Regions from separate parts of the Mus musculus genome. Here region 2 is linked to region 1. A link is a contact called in public promoter capture Hi-C data. All regions are on one chromosome and are shown on one strand. Each heading gives the region's core, a stretch centred on a gene start, on an enhancer-like site or on the middle of the called end of the contact. The rest is flanking DNA. Distances are from core to core; before and after follow the strand shown. Region 1 holds the start of Tubg2 (tubulin, gamma 2). Region 2 holds the start of Cnp (2',3'-cyclic nucleotide 3' phosphodiesterase).

Region 1 (4,404 bases), core at 1,348-3,847:
AGAAATCTAGAGGGAAAAGGGGGCATAGCCCTCTTTAGACTACTTCCTGCTGATTAGGGTTGTTGAGTTTCTTGAGGCCAGGTCAATCGTCATGTCAGGGTTATCTCCAGCTTCTTGTCAACCAACAACAGCAACCAGAACCATGGGGGCTTGGGGAGGGGAGTAGCAGCCTCCCCTCGGGGATCCCTGCCCCTCCCTCTCAGGCCTCTGGCATTTACTCTCTCTCCAGATTCCTCAGAACCAAACTATCTGCAGATGGCAAAGATCATGCCCCTGCTAGTGCAGGAGGCAAATCACAACCACCCGCTGTGAAGCAGCCTCTTAGCTCACACCTGGGATTAAAACAAAACTATTCATGGAATATAACTGAGTTTTAAAAGAAACCCAAATTCTCACTACAGTAAGGTGACTCAGTGGGTAAGGTAAAGATGCCTGCCACCACTCTTAATGACCTCAGTGGTTCCTGAGCTCCGCAAGGTGAAAGAGAACCAACCCAAGCACACTGTCCTCTGACTTCCACTTGTATGCATCGACAGGTATGCCTCTCCCAAAATAAACAACAATGTAAACCAGCCCAAAGAGTCAAGACTAATGATCTCTCCTTAAACACAGGCTTACCTGTCGTTCAGTCGCTCTAAGAGGTAGGAGCCCAGACCAGAACCTGTCCCCCCAGCAATGGAGTGACATAGCACAAATCCCTGAATAGAGAGAGAGAGAAAGATAGTGGCCAGGTATCTCAGAGACTTCAGCCTTGTCTCTGAGGCTCCTTGGAAAGACTCAGAGACCCAAGAGAAGCTTAATAACGGACAGCACTGAGATTCTGATTTCCCAAGGCAGTGGCTTAGTCACCTTAATGCGCTCTATATGATGTCCCCAAATGAATGCGGAGTTGAATGTTTCACGTGATTGAATCATGCCTGATCTTTCCCCCCAGCATGCTTCACTGTTGAAGATCCTCACCTCTAGACTGTCACTTCCATCTGCTTCTCGGTCTATAATGTCAAAGATGTCCTCGTGAATTTTCTCACCCTGTATGTAGACATGGGGAAGGGAAAGTCAGACCAAAGGTTCTTTCTTCTCAGCACCAAGATCTCCACCCATTGTCTCCGTTGCCATCCTGAAACTGAGCTTCCCAACCAGAATCTCTCTCAACCCAGAAATGCTACTTTGTGAACGATTTGCATAAAATTTACATAACCTTCCCTAGCAGTCCCTCCTCTCAACATACCCATTTGTCTCTTTATTTCTTTCTTTTTTTTTTTTTTTTTTTTTTTTTTTTAAAGATTTATTTATTATTATATGTAAATACACTGTAGCTGTCTTCAGACACACCAGAAGAGGGAGTCAGATCTTGTTAGGGATGGTTGTGAGCCACCATGTGGTTGCTGGGATTTGAACTCTGGACCTTCAGAAGAGCAGTCGGGTGCTCCTACCCACTGAGCCATCTCACCAGCCCCCGTCTCTTTATTTCTTGCAAGTCTAACCTGGACGGATCCCCAGACTGGCTTGAGCCTTTCCTTATCCTAGGCTAGGATTACCAAGGAACTCTAGGAGTGACACCTGGGAGAATCCTCTGCCCCAGTTGTTGCCAGCTCCTCCGCCATGCTCCGACAGGTAGATGTTCTCCGGGTTGTAGAGCTTAGCATAGGAGGAGTTGAGGATGGAATGGATCACCCGGGGCTCCAGGTCCAGCAGCACAGCCCGGGGGATGTAGTGCTCATCATCTGCCTGTCAGAGGTAAGCCAGGATGGGTCAAGTCCTGAAGCCTCCCAACTCTGGCTCCTGCAGGCCCTCCCTTAAGATAGCCACTCTGTTCCCATCCATCCACTCAGAGAGTTTCCCAGCACCAGATCGCGCTGCCAGTCCCTTCAGGTCCCCATGGTCCTGGTCAAGTCACTGGGGGGGAGGGGCGGGGGGCACCTGGTAGAAAAAGACATCCTTTCGGTCAGTGCCCTCGGTGGCGAACTCCTCTACGATGCCCTCGGGGCTGATTCCATGTTCAGCACACAGCTGTTTCCAGAACTCGAACCCAACTGGGGGAGGAGGAAGAGGCCCAAGTCTGCTACAGCTTTAAGGCCTGAGGAGCCCAGGCTCAGAGGCTATTACATTCCAGAAGGTGACCCAAGACACCTGGGTCTGGAAGTTGTCACAGCCCAGGGCTAAGGAGGCAGCTCTTGCCTGGATCATCATGCGCAATAGAAAAGGTGGATCATGGGAAGGACAAAGGGGATTGATGGGTACCAGGCACTTGAGTGCAGCCTGAGGGATTGAACCAGAGGGATAGAAGCGGGGCACCGTGGTCGCTTGCTCACTCTGGTTGCCGCACTGGCCCAGCTGCAGGGTGATGATCTCCCGGGGCATCGCCGATCAGACCTAGCTCGTCCGCCCCGGCCTGGCGGCGGGGGTCACGACTGAGAGGAACTCCTGCCAGCCGGAGGCGCAGGACATGGGGAACGCGCTGTCGACTGATGTTTTGACGCGGGCGCTGGGTCTGCGCGTGTGCAGTGTGGGCCTCTCCGCAGCCGGCGGGCGGCAGAGCCCATCCTGGGCATCATTTTCTCTCTTAGCAATTGCAGCTGGAATTCAGCACAGGCGCAGAGCGAGGCCACGCTTCCTGTCACTATGTGCGCTTGCGCACGGTAACATTTGGCCAGCCGAGGATCCCCAGGGGTGTGGGGGAGGGAAGGGAGAAGTGGCCAGGTGGATGCACCAAGTGTGGGAGTCACCTGCCTACACCTGCCGGATATGCTAAATTGAGGGGCTACATTTAAGCCAACTCTTTTCAAGTGAGCATGCAAGGGAAGTGCTACTATATGTGGGTGTACATGTATGTGTGTTTACATATATTCTTTTTTTTTTTTTCTTTTTGGTTTTTCAAGACAGGTTTCTCTGTGTAGCCTTGTCTGTCCTGGAACTCACTCTATAGACCAGACTGCCTCAAACTCATAGATCTGCCTACCTCAGCCTCCCGAGTGCTGGGATTAAAAGCGTTCAGCTATTTTCATATTCTTACACTATGAAAAATACAAAGTTTGTCAGCTGGGACCAGGTGTGGTGGCTCGTGCCTTTAATCCCCAGCACTTGGGAGACAGTGGGAGGCAGATCTCTGTGAGTTCTAGGTCATCCTGTTTAGTGAATATCAGGCCAGCTGGAGCTACATAGTGAGACCCTGGGTAATAAAATAAGTCATCTCAGGCTGGCAGGTGTCATAAAGGCCCTTACTGCCAAGCCTGACCACATCGGAGTTTGATTGCAGGGTCCTCATGGTGGAAATAAGGAATCAAGAACGAACTCCTGGATTATCCTTTGACCTCTCTATATGCGTACTCTTGGAGTATGCAAACCTGCAAGGAATAAATAAATAAATGTAATTAGAAAGTACGTCCAGACACTGGTTTAAGTTCGGGGACCCCAGTGGAGAAATCAGGGCAAGGACTGAAGGAGGCTGAAGGGATTTGCAGCCCCATAGGAAGAACAACAGTATCAACCAAACAGAACCCCCTCCCCCAAAGCTCCCAAGGACTAAATCACTAACCAAAGAGAACACATTGGGGGACCCATGGCATAGCTGGATATGTAGCAGAGGATGGCCTTGTTATACATCAATGGGAGGGGAGCCCCTTGGTCCTGTGGAGGCTCAATGGTCCAGGGTAGGGGAATGACAGAGTGCTGAGGCAGGAGTGGGTAGGTGGGTGGGGGAGCACCCTCATAGAGGCAGGGGGAAGAGGAAAGGGGATAGGGAGTTTGTGGAGGGGAAACTGGGAGGGGGGATAACATTTGAAATGTCAATAAAATAACCAATAAAAATGAAAATATAGGGGCTGGAGAGATGGCTCAGTGGTTAAGAGCACTGACTGCTCTTCTGAAGGTCCTGAGTTCAAATCCCAGCAACCACATGGTGGCTCACAACCATCCATAACAAGATCTGACACCCTCTTCTGGTGTGTCTGAAGACAGCTACAGTGTACTTAAGACATATAATGAATAAATAAATCTTTTTTTAAAAATGAAAATACACACAAACACACACAAACACACATATATATATATATATACATATATATTTGAAAAAGAAAGAAAGTACATCCAGATAGAGGCATACCTTTCAGTTGAGCACTCAGAGCCAGAGGCAAGTGATTCTAATCTACATAAATTCTAAGACAGCTCAGGCTACATTGTATCTTAATTAATTAATTAAGTTATACCTTTACACCTGAGTTTAACCAAAAGGCAGAGAAGGGATAGTTGTATCTTTTTTAAAGGTACCAAATTGTTTTTGGAGACAGGCTTTCTTTGTGTAGCCCTGGCTGTCCTGGAATTGGGTCTGAGACCAGGCTGGCCTTGAACTCACAGAAGTCCACCTGTCTCTGACTCCCAAGCGCTGGAATTAAAGGCCTACGTCAC
Region 2 (4,404 bases), core at 1,246-3,745, 580 kb after region 1:
GCATGTCTCTTATATGGAGAGAATATTCTGGAAGGCATGAAGCTGGGTTCTCTACAGCTTGAGATGCCATGGGGGAGCCCAAGACCCATTCTCTGGAAAGTCACACAGCCTTGGCCTTGCTACTTTTTGCAGTTTAGGTTTCCACCTCACCTTCTGCTTAGAAACATATATTCTGCTGCTAAAACTGATCTTGACAGCCTTGGTCTCCCTCCGCCCTCCACCGAGGAGCTTATAGCATATGGCGAAGAGAATTACAGTTTTTTCCCACCTCCAAGACTCAGATGGAGGTCTAGAGCCAAACGGGGAGGATATCCTGGTGCTGGGGGGGGAAGAGGAAGGCAAGAAAGGAGCTATGGGCATGCCCTTCTCCACTGACGCCTTGCTTCTGGCCAGTCCTAGAAGCTGCTACCTGTACCCTCCACCCGTCAACCCCATCCTTTGAGCTCAGCAGCTGCGCTGCCTGGCTCTCCATCACAGGCAAACAGTACAAGGCTTTAGCTGCCCTGCTCCCACCCCACATCCACCTACAGTGTCGAAGCTCTTTCTTGAAGGCCTTGTGATTCCCCAGCTCCTCCAGAAAGACCTGGCCAGCTTTTCGGAGGGTCTCAGAACTCTTTTTGGTCAGGAACCAGCCAAAGTAGAGTGGCAGAAAGTCCTTCTCCAGCCCGGGCTTCAGCTTCTTCAGGTCATCGGCCGACAGCTGCCATTGGTTCTTCTCCTTGAGCTGGGCACAGTCTAGTCGCCACGCTGTCTTGGGCTCCACCAGCACCACCTGGTACTGATACTGGTCTGCCATTTCAAAAAGCTGATCCAGCCGCTCCCGCTCGTGGTTGGTATCATCAAGCACAAGAACCCTGATGTCCCGGCGGCAGTAGCCAGCCAGGTCCTCGTCTAGACGCTTGTACGCCTCGGAGAAGTCTGCCCGAGAGCCAGGGATGATCTTGTAAGCATCAGCGGACACCATCTTGGTGCCGTCGTGGTACTTCTCCAGGATGAGCCGAGCCAGTGTGGACTTGCCGCTGCCCGGCAGGCCGCGCAGGATGAATAGCGTCTTGCACTCGTGGAGGGTAGCCACCGTGTCCTCATCTTGAAGGAAAGGGAACTGCAGCTCTGGCTTCTCCTTTGCTCCTGAGGATGACATTTTCCTGAAGAAGAGCTTGGGCAGGAATGTGTGGCTTTTGCGGGTAAAGCTTGTGTTCTGTGTAAGAAGGGAGGAGGAGATGTCAGCCCCGGCTCCTCAAAGCCAGCCCGCAAGCACCACACCCTAGTCTCTGGCCGAGTTCTCCCAGAGGGGGACCGCTTGTCAGTTGAGGAATCCCCAAGCCTAACTTAAAGCACCCTTGAATGGTGGATGCTTTCCCCGGAGGGGAATGGTGGATTTTCTTCCTCGCAGTAGATCCTTCAGTATCTTCAACAGCTGGGTTGTAAGGTAGAGGGAATCTTTCTGAAGCTACCTAACCTCTTAGTCTCTGGCTCCAAGGATCACTCTCTGCTCCCCCTCAGAACACCTTGGTGACAGGGCACGCAAGGGCAGCAAGTGCCTGTGGCTCCCTGTCAGCCCTAACTTATATATTCTTGGCACCTCTTAAGGATGTCCTGTTTGGAGGCCTGGGGCTCTATGTATGGGCAAAGCCACAGCTGCCTTGGCTCTCTTGAGTGTGCAGAGGAGGGTGAGGGCAGGGGAGGGTGACCCAAAGACCGCCTCCCTCCACCCAACAATGGCACCAACAGATAATACTCTCTTGTCTGGGTATAGGGGGACAATGGTCCCACAGAGGGCTGGTGGGGGGCAGGGCAGGAGGGCACTGGACAAAGGGCATATTCACAACCACCTCCTCCTCTGCTCTCTCAGTGCGCCCCCTCCCCCAATCTGTAGGATTAGGGCACAGGGCACCTGTATTCAGAGATCTGTGCCCCCTATTCTGCTGTGTGTTAGCAGCACCTCTCTGACAAAAACAAGACATAGCGGTTTCAGTTGTCATCTACAACGGCTTCCGCCCCTGAGAATTTAGCTGGCTTCTGGCTTCTCTATAGCCTTGTGCAGGAACCCACTCCCAGCGCGGGCTCCACAACAGCCCTGCACTCTCTGGTGCTACCCAGACCCATTTGCCAGCTGGTGTCGCCAAGGAGCATCGACTTTCACTTCCCTGCGGCGATATTTCCTTCTCCAAAGACACTAAGACTCCCCCAAAATATCCCCGCTCGCGCCCCTTGCCTTAGGGCTGCCTTGGAGGACCCAGAGGCAACTTCAACTCCGGAACCTGGTGTCCTCATTTGCAAACTACTTCTGCCCATGCATCCCCAAGAATCTCGCTTTCAGTTAGCCTCTCTCCCGCCCCGGCCCCCACGCACGCGCTGCGCTCACCATGATGAGTGGGCGCACCGCCGTCACCGCCTTTGCGGGTACTATGTCTCCGGGGCCGCCCGCCTGCGTGAGGGACACGGGCGTCTCCGGGTGTCCGGGGCCCCCCCACGCAGGGTCCCTTTCATAGCCTGGGGGCGGGGCGCGCGGACAGGGCGGGGTCAGCCCGAGCCTCTGCGCACGCGCCCCCGGGGAATGGAAACCTGAGTGCCAGGAAGCAGCGGTCTGAGCCTTGGCAGAAAGTAAAAGCACACCTGGACTCTCAATGCCAAGAAAGAGTCCGCCACGCCACCTCTTTGTTCCTTAAAAGTTAAAGTTTAACTTTTTCCCTTCTCTGAGACAGGAACTCACTATGTAGCCCTGACTGTCCTGGAACTCACCATGTAGATCAGGCTGGCCTGGTACAGAGATCTGCCTGCCTCTGCCTCCCAAGTGCTTGGATTAAAGACATCACCAGGAGAGAGATGAACTCTTAAAACAGGAGGCAGTTGCCTTTCCTGGGTTCCCAGGCAGGCTGGGATGAAATGGGTGCAGTCAGATAGTTTAAAATTTTGAAACAGGCTCATAGACCTTATCACAACTGACATGTGAAGGAAGTACCATTCAGGCCACGAAACCAGGCCGATAGGCATCACCGCCTCCTAAAACAAAAACAAAGACCTAATTCATCAAAGTCCATAATTCTGGGAAAGGCCCTAAATGTCCTAACCTTGATTTTTGGCTCCTATAGTCTGCTTCTGACTTAGGTGTGTCAACACAGGATGTGGTTTTTATGATTAAAAGCCTACCCTGAGAAAAGTGCTGGGTGGTGGTGGCACACACCTTTAATCCCAGCACTTGGAAGGCAGAGGCAGGTGGATTTCTGAGTTCAAGGCCAGCCTGGTCTACAGGGTGAGTTCCAGGACAGCCAGGTCTACACAGAGAAACCCTGTCTCAGGAAAAAAAAAAAAAAAAAAAAAAAAGTCTAGTGAAGGGGCTGAGGGGCTGGCTAATAAAGACTTTCTATTGGCTTCCGCTTGGGTCTAAGCAGTCTTCTTTGCTGGATATCCCCCAAAAAAGGTTTGTTTTAAAGATGAATCTCATGTAACCCAGGCTAAGTTCAAACTCTCTATGTAACAAAGGGTGACCTTGAACTTCTTATCCTCTTGCTGGAAATTCATACATACAAGAACATGTCAGCTGTTTAAGATGCTGGGGTTCCTGCAAGCTAGGCAAGTGCATCCTAGCTTCGAGGACGTGGTGACATTGTTCACTTTCACTTTTTTCTTTAATCCCAGCACTTGGGAGGCAGAGGCAAGCAGATCTCAGTGAGTTCCAGGCCAGCCTGATCTGCAGAGTGAGTTCCAGGACAGCCAGGCCTACAGAGAGACACCCTGTCTCAACAAAACAAAACAAAACAAACGGATATATAATTATATATAATTTCTCAGGAGCAGTTGAGATATAGCTTTGTTAACATGGCCACGTTACCCTGAGTTGAACTTCTAGGCCATGAATGATAGAAAACCAACTCCCTCGACTTGTTCTTCTCTGACAGCCACAGGCAGGTAGTAGGTGTGTAGGTCCGCACACATAAATGCACACAAAAATAAATTAAAATGTACTTTTTATTTCTTTGAGAGATCTCTCTGTCCAGCTCTGGCTATCCTGGAATTCACTGTGTAGACCAGGCTGGCCTCAAACTCACAGAGATCCGGCTGCCTCTGCCTCCCTGATGCTGGGACTAACAATGTGTACCACCACTGCCTGGCTTAATAGATGAGTTTTATTTTATGTGTATTGGTGTTTCGCCTGCATATGTGTCTATGTGGGGGTTTAGAACCTTCTGGAACTAGAGTTATAGACAGGTGTGAGCTGCCATGTGGTTGCTGGGAATTGAACTCAGGTCCTCTTAAAGAGCAGCCCTTGCTCTTAGCCTCTGCGCTATCTCTCCGGCCTCATTTAAAATGTAATTTTAAAAAGACATGATTTAAAATACTTTTATCTAGGGACTGGGACTATAGCTTGGTGTTAGAAGACTTGTCTAGTAGGCACAAGTTCCT

What was found. Promoter capture Hi-C pulls out the DNA fragments that hold promoters and counts their contacts.
Region 2: a promoter capture Hi-C map of liver shows a contact between it and region 1, with 4 times the contacts expected there. The contact joins the promoter of Cnp here to the promoter of Tubg2 in region 1. A contact is called at or near these places in 4 of 39 promoter capture datasets (hippocampal neurons, liver and neutrophils), 1 of 115 datasets of contacts at active chromatin or transcription factors (double positive thymocytes) and 1 of 9 other capture datasets (liver).

What each region holds. Positions count from the first base shown.
Region 1 is chr11:101,154,077-101,158,480 of GRCm38.p6, reverse strand. Tubg2 (tubulin, gamma 2) reads right to left here and starts at 2,597. Exons shown (of 11, transcript NM_134028.2): 1 at 2,313-2,597; 2 at 1,921-2,033; 3 at 1,561-1,728; 4 at 961-1,029; 5 at 619-698. The coding sequence starts at 2,361.
Region 2 is chr11:100,573,030-100,577,433 of GRCm38.p6, reverse strand. It overlaps Cnp (2',3'-cyclic nucleotide 3' phosphodiesterase), which reads right to left and starts at 2,495. Exons shown (of 4, transcript NM_009923.2): 1 at 2,366-2,495; 2 at 529-1,198. The coding sequence starts at 2,368.